3 separate regions of the Mus musculus genome follow, and all the other regions are linked to region 3. Evidence: chromatin contacts called from public promoter capture Hi-C data. All regions are on one chromosome and are shown on one strand. The core of a region is the stretch at or near the end of the contact, and the rest is flanking DNA. Distances in the headings are between cores, read along the strand shown.

Evidence for each region. Promoter capture Hi-C pulls out the DNA fragments that hold promoters and counts their contacts.
Region 1: a contact with region 3 is called in a promoter capture Hi-C map of hippocampal neurons, with 2.6 times the contacts expected there. The contact joins the enhancer-like site here to the promoter of Baalc in region 3. A contact is called at or near these places in 3 of 39 promoter capture datasets (embryonic stem cells, hippocampal neurons and stem cell-derived epiblast-like cells) and 3 of 115 datasets of contacts at active chromatin or transcription factors (differentiating embryonic stem cells, embryonic stem cells and extraembryonic endoderm stem cells).
Region 2: a promoter capture Hi-C map of hippocampal neurons shows a contact between it and region 3, with 3 times the contacts expected there. The contact joins the enhancer-like site here to the promoter of Baalc in region 3. A contact is called at or near these places in 5 of 39 promoter capture datasets (embryonic stem cells, hippocampal neurons, liver and 2 more), 1 of 115 datasets of contacts at active chromatin or transcription factors (embryonic stem cells) and 1 of 9 other capture datasets (embryonic stem cells).

Annotation. Positions count from the first base shown.
Region 1 is chr15:39,814,152-39,818,790 of GRCm38.p6, reverse strand. All of the region lies in intron 7 of Dpys (dihydropyrimidinase), which reads left to right. Among named protein-coding and RNA genes, the nearest start is that of Gm16291, 19 kb to the right of the region's middle. Within about 2 kb of position 2,145, at least 69 of the 459 cell types and tissues checked have an H3K27ac peak or open chromatin away from gene starts, as enhancers often do. A contact at or near this core is called in hippocampal neurons, where this site is marked.
Region 2 is chr15:39,863,916-39,868,549 of GRCm38.p6, reverse strand. No RefSeq gene overlaps it. Among named protein-coding and RNA genes, the nearest start is that of Dpys, 8.8 kb to the right of the region's middle. Within about 2 kb of position 3,294, at least 8 of the 459 cell types and tissues checked have an H3K27ac peak or open chromatin away from gene starts, as enhancers often do. A contact at or near this core is called in hippocampal neurons, where this site is marked.
Region 3 is chr15:38,932,259-38,937,127 of GRCm38.p6, reverse strand. It overlaps Baalc (brain and acute leukemia, cytoplasmic), which reads right to left and starts at 3,219. Exons shown (of 2, transcript NM_080640.6): 1 at 3,052-3,219. The coding sequence starts at 3,219.

The DNA.
Region 1 (4,639 bases), core at 896-3,395, 880 kb before region 3:
TACCCACCCCCCAACCCCCTACCCCCCCTCCCCCTTTTTGGCCCTGGCGTTCCCCTGTACTGGGGCATATAAAGTTTGCTCTTAATTATTGTACAGGATCCTTCAATAGTAACAGGATGCAGAGATGTATCCGTAAAAATGAGATTTTTCCAAGCGTGAGAGAGGATGCCCTGCTGGACTCCTTTCGTTCTCTTGAAGCAGACTTTGACTTCTGAGGCTGAGAGCTGTTTCTCAAGCAGAAGTAGCTGGAGCGTGAAGAGAACTGCTCTCCTGTTGTGCTCTCAAACGCACTCTGGGCTGTTTCGCCTTGGAGACAGGTTCTGAGAGTCCAGGCTATACTGGTCCTTCCTTTGGTCCAGGAAGAGGAGAGGGAATATAAGATGAGATAGTTTACTCTCAGAAGGGATGTGTTAAAAATACCGTTTGACAGCCACCAAACCCAGACACTATTGCATATGCCAGCAAGATTTTGCTGACAGGACCCTGATATAGCTGTCTCCTGTGAGGCTATGCCAGTGCCTGGCAAATACAGAAGTGGATGCTCACAGTCATCTATTGGATGGAACACAGGACCCCCAATGGAGGAGCTAGAGAAAGTACCCAAGGAGCTGAAGGGGTCTGCAACCCTATAGGAGGAACAACAATGTGAACTAACCAGTACCTCTCATTGTTGTGTCTCTAGTTGCATATGTAGAAGAAGATGGCCTAGTTGGCCATCATTGGGAGGAGAGGCCCCTTGGTCTTGCAAACTTTATATGCCCCAGCACAGGGGAACGCCAGGGCCAAGAAGTGGAAGTGAGTGGGTAGGGGAGCAGGGTGGGGGGGGGAGGGGTATAGGGGACTTTTGGGATAGCATTTGAAATGTAAATGAAGAAAATACCTAATAAAAAATTTTAAAAAAATGAAGCCGGGCGTGGTGGCACACGACTTTAATCCCAGCACTCGGAAGACAGAGGCAGGAGGATTTCTGAGTTCGAGGACAGCCTGGTCTACAAAGTGAGTTCCAGGACAGCCAGGGCTATACAGAGAAACCCTGGCTCGAAAAACAAAAAACAAACAAACAAAAATACTGTTTGAGAGGTTCAGAGCAGAGCGGTCCTGCATGAGGCCAGAGGGAGGTGTACTGTCACGTCACGTGGGATGAGAGTGGGCAGAGGATCCGTACCCGAGAGTCGAACTGAAGCTGAGGCAGAGTAAACTCAAGCACGGGGGAGGAGCAGGCGTCCAGGCTGCCTGAAGAAAGAAGAGAAGGCAGCCAGATGGCCTCCAATGTGAATTGTGTCTGTCATAGACTGAGCTGAATGTTCACAAAGTTAGCCTTGTGGAAAAGAATTATTTAATCAAGGGAAGAAATGGATTTATCCTACGATGGTGATTTTAACATTAGTTACAGTCCAGTGTTATATATGATTTCTGTTTTAACATATAATTAGACACTAGATGTTTTACTGCAAAATTCCTCAAATGCTTTTAGCATAAATGACAGAAGACGGCAATGTGCATTGAATCCCATATCCTGAAGGGGGCGCCCACAACCCGCACTGGGCTGCCCGATCTGCTGGTTATGTAAGGAGGCAGCCTCCTGAGAGAGGAAGCGATTGCTAACGCTCTGGGGGCTACATGGTACCTAGATGTTTCTGTGTGTTTGTTATTCCTGTTGGTTATTAACGGCACGTAGAAAACAGTGTGCTTGCCACATAGCCTGCTGCCCTAAAACCGGGTTTCATTAATGTCACCAAAGGAGGTCAGGAGAAAGAAAAGCCGGGCATCCACACTTTTCTCCTTCTGCTGCTTGTTTTGTAAATCTATAGAAGCTGCATGGTTCCAAGAGTGAGGCACTGACATCAGTGTGCTGATGGATCTCGAGAGAGGACTGGGAGTGGGCGTATGAGGGGAAAGGTAGGAAATCCTGATGAAAGATGACCTTAGACATAACAAGCCTGTAAAGAAAAAGTCCCTGCAAAACCAACTGCAATACCTCCTCTGTGTCATTGCACATTTAAAAAAAAAAAAAGGCTGCATTTAGTGCAAAGAGAACATTATCAACTTTTTTTTTTCTGCTTTGGAAATGAAGAGTCCCCTGTATTCAGTTTGACAGCTCATTGAGCCTGTGTCTATCTCTTGTGACAGAAGTGTGTGCCCTGTGCTTCACTGCTCCGGTCAAAGCTTTAGAGTTAAGGACATAGCCCTTTATCTAGTTGTTTGGCCTTTTTTGGGGTAGAATATTCTGGTACTTAGCTTATAGAGAAGAAATCAAGAGTGTGGGTTTCATGTGATATTGAAACAGAATTTTAAGGTGTCATATGGTTGAAACAGAGATCAGTCAAAATGGCCAACCTGTTAAAACTCTGATCAGAGAAAGGGGAATGTGAGCTGCCTGCAGGTCTGCAGGAGCAGCAGCAACTCGTGGTCTGGCAATTTAAGGCTCTCCTTTGAGCTCTGGTTCTTTGGTATTCATTAAAGAGCACTTAGTTACTATGGAAACTGTCCCTTTTCTGTATTTATGAGCTACAGGGCATCTCACAGCATCTCAAGCATACCAGCACAGCTGACTACTGTGTGCATTGAAACATTTGATGAAGACTTCTAGCCGCTCTGTATTCTGCAGAGGAGGCATATTTTTGTTTCCAGTTATTTGGGGTTTATTATTTTTTTTAAACTCAATTACAGCAAGCTTTGACCTTGCATTCACCATTCTGGAAGGCATTGTGCTGCCTCTCCTGCTTAATTTCCGTCCTTTTCTCAGTGTAGATAGAGATAAACGAATTTAACTTTGTATTCAGTGAAGAGTAATGACTTGAAGATTATGAATGTGCCCCTGGGTTCTGCCTAGGAACCTTTGTATGAAATTGAGCAGGAGAGGGATGGTTCTCTAAGGGACATGGAGCAATAGGGAGTAAAAAGCATCATGAACCAAACAGTGAAGCTTAGGGTGTGTACATAGGGTCATATCATCAGGGAGAGCTTCAAAGAGACCGCTTGGCATTTTCCTTGGAGAAAACTAGATAACTCATTGTGTGCTATCTAATTTCTGAACTGTAATTCTTGTCTTCTTCCTCCAAAGAAGTATATGCATACACATGAGAGTGCACACACACCACACACACATGCACAAGCACATACATAAGCACACCTAAGTACACACACAAGCACACACACAAGCATACACACACCACACACACAAGCATACACACACCACACACACAAGCACACACACACCAAACACAGACAAGCACACACACAAGCACACACACAAGCATACACACACCACACACACACACACACACCACACATATACCACACACATAAGCGTACACACACAGAGAGAAGCACACACACACACCACACACAAGCACACACATAAGCATACACACACCACAACACACCACACACACAAGCACACATACCACACACACACACCACATACACACCACGCACACAGCACACACACAAGCATACACACTCCACACACTCAAGCACACACACAAGCATACACACAAGCATTTACACACCACACACACACCACACACACAAGCACACACACACACACACACCATACACATAAGCACACACACACACACACACACAAGTACTCACACAAGCATACACACTACACACACACACACACACACACACACACACACACACACACACAGTCTGTGATTGTTTTGAAAAGCTGGTCAGCATAAAGATTAGCTTTTCACACCAGTGCTGACAGACTCTGTAAAGAACTGTTCTCCCAGGCCCCAAAGCTCAGTTGTCCCAGTTCATGTGGTAGAGAAGAGCAATGTGCACTCAGGGCTTGTGCAGGTGCCTACGTAGAAACGATGGTTACACCATGATGTCCTTGCTGCGTTGTCATGATGCAGCATGGTGTTGGGACCCACAGGTGGGTCTGCACAGTTGGAGGAGCATCCTCCACACAGTTCTTACTACAGATGTGTATGCTCCCAGGACAATTTCTTGGTGGATGATAATTATAGAGATGTTGAGGTATGAGCGTTATTTTTTTATTGTTATTAATCCACACGAAATCCAGCCTGTTATTCAGGCATTGGGGTAGTAATACCCTGGTGGGAGAAGAAACCTTTTTATTAAAACTTTTCTTTGAAAAGGTTTGAAGCTAACAACTTTGTCTTTTCTGAGCTGGTTGTGGCTTTGAGAGTGCTACTTGGTTAAAAGGAACAGCATTATTTTTTTGTTTTGCAACATTGCTGTCATAAGGACGCTGTACACAAATCCTCAGCGTATACGTAATGCTCACAGTACTTGGTACACAGCAGTGCCCACGCACCAGCAGGGGCCAGTGTGTGGAATGGGTGGGAGCCGTGGCTAGCCATAGCTGTCAATCAGAGCTCATTGCATAATGGCTTCATTCAGGCAAGAACTGGATGAGTGTAAGAAAGTGATACTTCACTTAAGGCATCTCCTGTCTCATAGACACGCCCAGTTTTTACCAAGAAAGACGGAAACTGAGACACTCTCAGGCTTCTTTCTGGCTACGACAGCCTGGTGGAATCGGGTGCTCCCAAGAGTTGATATCCCTTAAAAATGATTTGGAGAGAAACTACTCAAACAAACCACCTAAGATTATTTTATGGCCTTTGTCAGACAGTTGCTTATTAAGTTTGGACGGTTC
Region 2 (4,634 bases), core at 2,045-4,544, 930 kb before region 3:
AGACATCAAAAGCAGTCTTTAGGGAACTTACCTCTCTCTACGTCCTCTAAATATTTTGAGCACTTTTTAAAAAATTCTCTTTTTACATAACACACATTTGAATGGATAGTACATTTGTTGTTTGGATTTTTATACAACACTTGGTCTTACCAGTTTATCATCAAGCACCAGTGTTGGCAAAGAACAGAAACAAAATGGATGTATCTGAAGGAAGGAAGGGTTCTATGGGCTCCCCCTGCCCGGGCTCCAGGGTGGAGCATACCCAAGGGTCTCACGTCCCAGCAGTTCTACTGTCATTTCCCCATCACTCACCTAAGTTGGAAATGAAAAGGAATAAAAGAAAGTACATCCAGTTTGCTTGCTGCTTACTGAGTGCCCACCACAGTCACAAGTGTTCATGTCTTACCCTCCAGCCTCTCTGCTCTCTCAGTCAGTTCTAGTACAGTGCCTCCTGCTTTGTTCAGGGCCCTGTTTACAGGCCAGTGGGAGACAGCGGAGAGCAGCCTTTTCTTGGATTCCTTGAATTCGCGAGGGTAGCACATTCATGACAAGTTAAACGATCACAAGTGAGCATTGGCTTGGGTTCCCTCCGAGGTGGTAAAGGGGAAAGGACGTTTTATGGGGGTTTAGAGCTGAGTGGAGTCTGAGTAAACACAAGAAAGAGCTGTCCTGCCCTCACCTCTGATATCCTCCTGCTGTCACATACATGAAACCGTAAGCCACGTGTGCATGGTGGTTGGCCGCAGTCATGTATGTGATGTTTTCTTGTACAAATGCTAGAGAGGTTAATAGCACTATCTGTTCTTGCAGAGGTCTTGAGTTTGATTCTCAGCACTCACATGGTGGCTCACAGCCATCTATGATATGATCTGGTGCCCTCTTCTGGTGTGCAGGTGTACATGCAGATAGATCACTCATATACATAAATAAGCCTCTTTTCAAAGGTACTAGAAAAAGACATGTGCCAGCCTCTAAATGTGATTTTGTTTTATTTATTTTTGCTTTTTCCTTATGGGATGGAATTTTCTAGGCAAATTAGCCTATTTTTAAGTACCTATCATTGGTCCAGTCCTATCAACTTTACAATCCTACGATGAATATACAAGTATTGATTAGCAATAGTGGCAAGATTAAGATTCAACCTTACTCATGTCTGACTCAACAGTTGAAAGATGAATCACAAGAGACGTTAAGTTTATCAGTTGAGAGAAGCACTGGTCCCAGATCATCATGAGGACAGCTTGGGGGGGCTGGGCTCATCCTAACTGATCAGCACTACCTTGTGAGTACAGACACTTGTAAAGGCCTCAGACCATCTACTGCTGTGTGGCAGACTGTCCCAAACCTGTTTACAGCAACTACCATCTTGCAAATCAGAAAGAGCTGGCTGCTGGCTGCTGGCTGCTGGCTGCTGGCTGCTGGCTGCTGGCTGCTGGCTGCTGGCTGCTGGCTGCTGGCTGCTGGCTGCTGGCTGCTGGCTGCTGGCTGCTGGCTGCTGGCTGCTGGCTGCTGGCTGCTGGCTGCTGGCTGCTGGCTGCTGGCTGCTGGCTGGGAACTCAGAGAGCTTGCGGTCTTGCGAGTGAAGCTATCCCAGGGTCTTTGTGCTTCCTACAGCATAGAAGCTGAGATCTAGAAATAGTCAGCGACCCTCTGCAGAAGCTGCAGGTCTCGTAGATCTGAGTTGCAGACTTCCTAGCATACTTCTCCACATTTGCTTTCTTACATCGTTAAGGTCAACCCAGATCCCACAGAGAAAGATCAACTCCACAATCAGTAACAGACGCAGCAAACGGTTTGTGGCATACATTAAAAAATAATGAAATGCTATTATAACGTTATAATAATGTTATTATAAGTAGAAAAACAGTTTTATTGTCTCCAAAAGAAGCTTGTTTGCTAAAAGCATATCAAATCAGCTCCACTCTCATCTACTAAGCATATTGATTGCATCCTGTGTTTATTTATTATATGAACTTAAAAAAATCCCAGCATTGGATAGGAATGTAGCTAAGTGTCATAATTCTTGCCTGACATGTTTTAGGTCTTATAGCATTGTGTTCTCATGCTAGTTATGTTGCCCCCAAAAAAACCTGTTTGCAGTGTCCTGCACATAGGACTAAAAGCAGCTTGTCCCCAGTTGGTTTTTGACTGGTCAATAAAGCTACCAGCAGCCAATGGCTGACAGAAACACAGGGCAGGACATTTAGGATTCCCAGGAAAGGAACGAGGAAGAGGGGGTTCTGGCATGACAAGGGTGTAGGAGGCAGACCATGCAGCAAAGTGCAGGAGGGAGAGACTGCAGACATGTCAATGGGGTGGGGGGAGGCAGCTCCAGAAGGGCTGCCCAGCAGAGGCCAGGGCAGCAAAGATAAAATATAAACTTAGTAAGTATTAACTCAGGAATATCAGAGGGGAGTGGGTGTTAGCCTCATGGAGTTAGGGAGTGACCCACCAATTGAGCTGTTTAAGGTATTTAAAATAAAAGGTTGTGTATGTGTGTCTTTTTGGGGGGAATCCATAAGGGATTGGGTCGGGAAACAAGGAGCACACACACACCCTCCAGGGAGTTTAAAGTGGTTAACTTATTACAGCTTCAATGTCCTGAGTTCTATTTCCTAGCAAACATACACACACACACACACACACACACACACACACACACACACACACACACACAAAACGGTATACAACTTAAGAGAAACAGTTTGGCATGTTGTAAATACAAATGATGCACAGGGCTTTTTTTCAACTACATTTAAAATAACTTCTGTCTCTACATGATAGTTCAAAATCTATTGGAAGCAGCAATATAGCCTCTGAAAGTCTGGAGTCAAATTGCCTGGACTGTAATCTTTTCCCTCCCCTTCTAACCTAATGACACTTCACCACTGAAAAAGCATGTTGGATGCCACCAAAGGCTTTTTCTGCATCTGTTGAGATGATCATGGAGTTTGTTGTTTAGGCCCATTATTTATTTATTAGATTTATCAGCATCATGCATCCATATATCAGCATGAACATCAGCAAGTGACTTTGTCACTGGTATCAGATGCAGTATAACTTCAGAACTCAAATTAATTCTTCCTACGCTGCATTTTCACTTAGAGATCAATAGATATATTTCCTACTTAGGTTTGAATAGTCACATAATGAAATATTCTGTTGTATTAAAAAAAGATTAGGAAACAAACGCTTGACAATCGGTAGGATGGCTGTGCTGAGAGGGAGCAGTGAGTGGTGCTGGCAAGGGTTTGGAATTGGACGCTTCACAGATGCATGGTAGGGATGTAAAATTATGCCACTGCGTTGTAAATACAGCCTGGAAGTGCCTCAAAATGAACAGAGCCACCACATGAGCCAGAAATGCTATTCCTAGATACAGCTGAAAGCTTGTCCTTATAAAATGTATCCACAAATACCAACGTTAACTTCTAACAGCCAAAAGTGGAAAAATCTAAAATCCCACCTACTTCACAAATTAATGAACAGCCTCCCAAATGTGTGTGGTCCCACTGATCGAAAACGTTCACAAGGAGCAGGTTCACGGAGAGTCAACGTGTCTTTCCTTAGGGCTCAGGAAAGGGAGATGAGTTGGGAGATGTCAAAAACTACAGAAGACAGAGACAAGCAAGACAGAGTGATGCCATAGAGGACAAGTAATCCATACCTTCAGATGCAAAGTCACAGAGAGCTAGCAGAAACACGCTGAAGGGCACTAGGGAGTCTCATCCATGCGTCAGCTTACCTGCAGTTGATCACTGTGTGTACTGAGGTTGCGTTCTGTTCCTTCCACACAGCCTGGGGGATTGGAAAACCATGTTCCTTTATGAATACATTTAAAGGGGCAGCTCCAGGCCCTGGAGGAAGTAATCCCCAGTTACATAGTTGCCGAGAGGCTGTAAAAAGATACATCCTCATTTAACCTGACAAAGGTCTTGCAGTTAGAATGCTCTAGGGGGGAACTGGGCTGAATGAACGGCACAGGGAAAGACACCTCAAGGTTTCCTTGGCCAATAGGCCTTCTCTAGGAGATGACACTCTCCTAAAATCTGGTTAGCAGAGGCTTGCAAACCTCTGTAAATACACTAAATGCCATTGACTATAAGTGTGTCCACTTCATGGTACTTCAATTAGATCCCAACAGACTTTAAGACAACAAAGAATTATCCATATTTGTGTGTGTGTCATACATGTATATTGATGTATAGATACAGATAATGTCCTTTTTTTTACAAGCTATTTTAAAAATGACCTTTCTTATCCTGGAGGAGAAAAGTAGTTGCTTTATCAAATTAAAAGCACAAATACTATCACTATTTGGTGGGTTTAATGTAGTGATTGTGGGCCCTGTGGCCTTAAAATCAGATCGGAACAGCAAGTTACTTTGGCTGTAGCCTCTGAGTGGCAGCTCACCTGTAAAGAGATAGTGGTGTTTCATACCTAATTCAGTCCTCCTTCTCCTCCTCCTCCTCCTCCTCTTCTTTCTCCTTCTCCTCCTCCTCTTTCTCCCCCTCCTCCTCCTCTTTCTCCTCCTCCTCATCTTTCTCCTCCTCCTCTTTCTCCTCCTCTTTCTCCTCTTCCTCCTCTTTCTCCTCCTCCTCCTCTTTCTCCTCCTCCTCCTCTTTCTCCTCCTC
Region 3 (4,869 bases), core at 1,970-4,469:
TTCCACAGCTTATGAGACCCCTTAGAACTTGCGGTTTCTCCAGGCCATGTGCTTCTGCTCCACTTTTCTTTGTCTTCCTCCTCCTCTGCATCCTCTCCCTCTTCCATTTTCTCCTTCTCCTCTCTCCCTACCTTCCTCTCCACCTTCCCTTTTATCTGTCCAACCATCAGCTCTCATTTATTTTACAAATTAAGGTGGGAAGCAGGTTTACAGGAAATCACCTGAGTGCTGACTCAGTCCTTGTTTGCAGCCCCTCACAGAACGGAATTAACATCAAATACAATTATCCACAACGGGCTATAAAGCACAGAGGACTCAGAACATAAAATCCTGTTGTTCACCATCACTGGTGTGTTCATTGTGTCCCATCGCCCTTCAGAAAGGAATGTGAGCTTTGGAGGGGGCCTCTGTACTAACAGTTACTATCCCCACTAATGTCTTCCCAGGTTCCTCAGAGCACCAGTCAAGTCTGCAACAATGTTATTTATCATATCATCTGACTCTCACTCTCACCCCAGATGGGCACTGGCCGGGTCCTTGGCACTCCAGCAGTCCCTGGCATCTGAGCCAGATGGAACTCAGAGGATTTTAAGGGTGCTCTTAAGAATTAAGGAAGAGAGTCTCAAGGCCCAGTAAGGATTGCCTTTAACCCACAATTTTTTTCTGGTAAATCTGAATTGGAAAACTGCAAGAGGTGTGTGGCTGAGGCTGTATGCTTTCCCAAAGGTGCCTCCTGGAGAAGAGCCATCATCCAGGAGCTGGTGCACAGGGGAGATGGTTCATAGCTTAATAAACCCAACGCACGCTGAAAATGTAGGTTGCAGTGCCACAGTTCACCGTGGGCTATCAGCTGGTTCCTTGGTGATCTCCAGGATGACCGAAAGCCATTATTCTGTCCACTGTCAATGTAAGAGAAGGTGGCACTGCAGGTGCGAGGAAGAGGTCCCAACTTGAAATTAGAATTGTGATATCCAAAGTGTACGTGTTGTTTTCTCACCATCGTAAAATTGCAGCTTTGAACTTTGACCCTCCAACTGAAAGACCCACACGTGAGGACTCCCCCATGTTCTGACTCAGGTGAGGCAACACCCCAAATCACTCACGCTATCTCGTGACTCGGGTGGGGGTATCCCCACGGAGGTCTTTCACTACCTTCATCTTCTCAGTACTCCCATTGCCCACTGGGGATTAACTCCAAGGGTTTGTGCTGTTAGGAAAACACTTTACCCACTGAGCTATGGCCCCATGCCCTGCGTTGTGATGCTCTGATCCACCAGGTTCATCTCCATCACGTATATGGTACTATCTGTGCCATACAGTGCATGCCTTACTTCCCTTGCCTATAAAATGGTCATGATGCTGTTGGGAGGATTCCAAAGCCTAGAGGGCCTAAGAGCTAGCACCCTTTTAAGTGCAAAACACAACTTTGAAATGATGGGTGAGGAGGGCAGAATGTGGCACAAGGAAAACAAGCATGTAGATCAAGCTGTTTCCAGGTAACTGCCATCTCTCCACTATAACACATTCTGTGTCTCAAATATGGAGAGAAGGATTAGGAGACAGACATCTGGACCTTCTCTAGAACACTCAACCTCGTGAACATGGTTCTGTGGACCCCAAACTGCCTTGCACTCTGTCAATGATGACTGGGTCTCCTGAAAGTCAGCTGATGCACAAAGTAGACAATACAAGACCCTTCCATCTCCCTTCCCCAGCTAGCCTTTGGGCTCCATTAGCATTCCACTTAATGAGGTCATTGTGTTGTGGGCCCAGCTATCATGTTTGTCCCTCCTTCCCATTGTTCTTTGTATCGCAGTCTATAAGAGGAGGCCCATCTGTCTGTTCCTTTGGATATTATTTTATTTCCACTATATGTTTAAGAAACCTGAGATTCTGAAAGATTGACTCTACAAGTCTCCTCGGGTAATGAACTTTGGAGACAAATTTGAAACTGGTTTGCTGATCAAAGCCACTGAAAGCAACTTAATGATGTGAAAAGGAATTCCATCGCAAAATTCTTGCAAACGATAAGCTTTGTTACACAGTGAAATGGAATAAAATTGGTCACCTCGGGGTTTAGCTAGTTTTCATTCTTCCCCATGGCATTGTATGCTATTTAAGGTCCATGTACATGTTTACAATGTCTTTGCTGTAACGGAAAAACTTGATCCTTGTCTTCATCTACACAAAACAATGCTTTTGTGATCTATCAACTCAGAAAAAGAAAGTGCTTTGGGAAATAAACTACCATGTAAGGGACTGATCAGAAGAAAAAACAAAAAGAATACCATCACTAGGTAGGAAACTGTGCCCTCGGGATGCAGGAGGCCAGAGCTGGGACAGGTGGGATCAGTGGGTTCTGAACCTTCAAGTAAATGGTGGACTTCAGGGAAGATGAGGAAATTGGAGGAGGAAGGAGAGGAGGAGAGGAAGAGGAAGAAGAAGGAGAGGAGGAGAAGAGGAGGAGGAGGAAGAGACTGCAGAGTCTCCAATTGCTCAGAGCTTTCATTCTGGGCTGCAGCCCTCACTCCCCCAGCCCTACCCCATGGAGGAGCCAGGCACAGCAGGAGAACCTCTGGGAAGTAAGGGATCAAAGGATGCCAGCCTGGTCCAGGACCGCATCCAGCCTTCTTTCAAACAGCAAGCTTTCTGGTGATGCTGGTATGATATTTTACAAGAGTCACCCTTGAAGACCCTTGCACTGACCAGCTGATTAGAGGGTATGAGGTACAATGCCAATTTTGTTTCCTTCCGCTGGCTTTGCTGCCTAACACAAGGAGACTTTTGGACAAAGCTGTGTACCTGAACCAACACACATTTCCTCCAGAGGGCAACTCTCTAGGACTCGTTTCTATAAGTTAAATAAAACTCAACAGCCCACAAGGAAAGGATTAAAATGGCATTTGCAGTAAGTTTTTACATTGAGTGGTGGAAAACCTCGATTCCCGAGGTCCCGAGGTCTTCCTTCCCTGGACACAGTGCTGGTGGTCCCGATTTGTAAGTTCCACCCCTGTTCTCCATCCCCAGTTGATGTTGTAGTTTTGACCCTACCTCTGTGGCCCAGAGGCCATTCTGTTTCTGGGTCAGAGGGCCTGAGCTGAGGTTCTGTGAGTTGGGACATTGGGTCCCACAGTTCATCTTCTTCTCTGGGTTGGCTATTCCACCCGGGGCTGCAGGTCGGAGCACCCCGTTAGAGGACAGTCCGTCTTCCAGCACACCTGGGGAGGCAAGGAGAGAATGGCACCAGAGGCTTGCAAATGGCAGCTGTTACAAGCAATCCCAAGGTGGCAAAGAAAGGGCAGCTAATAGCAAAAGGTGGCCTCAAGTTCCACCTGGTAAAGCTATCTTTTCCTGTAAGAATACGTGTGTTTTTACGTTAAAAATAAGATTTAAAAATAGCTTTGTAGCTTGAAGTTTTCACTTAACACATTGATGGCAACTTTTCCACATTATTAAACACTCGGCCATGTTATTTTTTACACGTCTGCTGGTCGTACGAACAAGCAATCATTTAACCAATGCCCTCTAACTGGATATTTGTTTCCACGTTCTAATGCTAGATGTTACTGGAATAACATTCCTTTTGATTAATAATTTTATTCCTAGTGGTTCTCTGGGATAAATTCCTAGAAGTAAGGTCACTCTCTTGACGGTTACACAAAGATAATTTTTCCTAGTCTCCACCTATTGGACTGAGCAAGTGTGTCTCCCACAACAAATGCCAAGAAACACAGAACTTCAAATAAATGACCTCACTAAAAAGCAAAAGGAGGACAAGATGGGAATTCAGGACACACAACAAGTACCTGATTTGTAGGAGAAAAAGGCCCAGGGATCAAAGAAGGGATCTGCCAAATGAGCGGAGAGAAGCCAGCCAGATGCCACAGGAGTTACGGGCATGAGGGAACAGCCAGAGAGGCCATCCCTTTTCCTCCACCAGCCTAGTCTAGATGGCCGTCCACCATCTGGGACTTGGCTCACAACAGGAAGCTGTACCCAGGGGCCTTGAATTTCACTTGTATGACTCAAATTCAAAAATAAAATGACTAAGAGTGTCAAGACAGTGTTCACTGAGCTTTGAATTTGAGCCAGGCCCTTTCTGAGCCCAGGAGGTCCTGGGCTCATGACTGCAGCTGATTTGCTGAAAGTGACCAGCCAGTCTTTTGTATAGGCTACACTTCTGGGTAACAGAGGGAAATGTAGTTTACTTTGTCCTTTTTCTGTATTTTCACATTTTGGTAAGAAATACAAGCTAGATTCACACAACAGAAACACGGGGTTTGTGGCTGACCTTTTGGGGTACCCTCTTAAGCAATCTAGAAAGGTTACATATGGCAACGATCCCTGGCTGGCCTCATTTTTTTAGCTTGCTATCAGAACATCTCAGCTTATAGGCCAGGCTCGGTAGGCTAGTCGGTAAGCACTTAGCTGATTGTGTGAGTCATAAGTTAAGAATGTAACCAACATGGCTAAAGAGAGGATTGTGAGGAAGAGACAGCTGGTGCTAGGCCATAAATAATGCTTACCCTGTCTGTGTCAGACATCGTTAGAGCCTTTGTGCATGTTGCCCCTTTAACCCTCACAGGAGCCCTGTGAACTAGGAACCATGATCCATGCTCAGTGACTAAAGTAGCCCCTGCATTGATGCTGGGTGCCATCTGCTTATCTGTTGCTTACCACTCTCTTCCTACTCCAGCCTGGGGTGGGGGACTTGCCCTTACTGTAAAGGAGGAGACATTGAAGTCTAATTCTAGACCTGTGCTTTTCTGAGGCTTGGGGTACAAGCAAGTGCTTCCTCCTAGTAAAACTCCCAAGCAGGCTGCTCTCAACCTTAGTGCTTAGGAAACCCATTAATGGTGTCTTAAAATG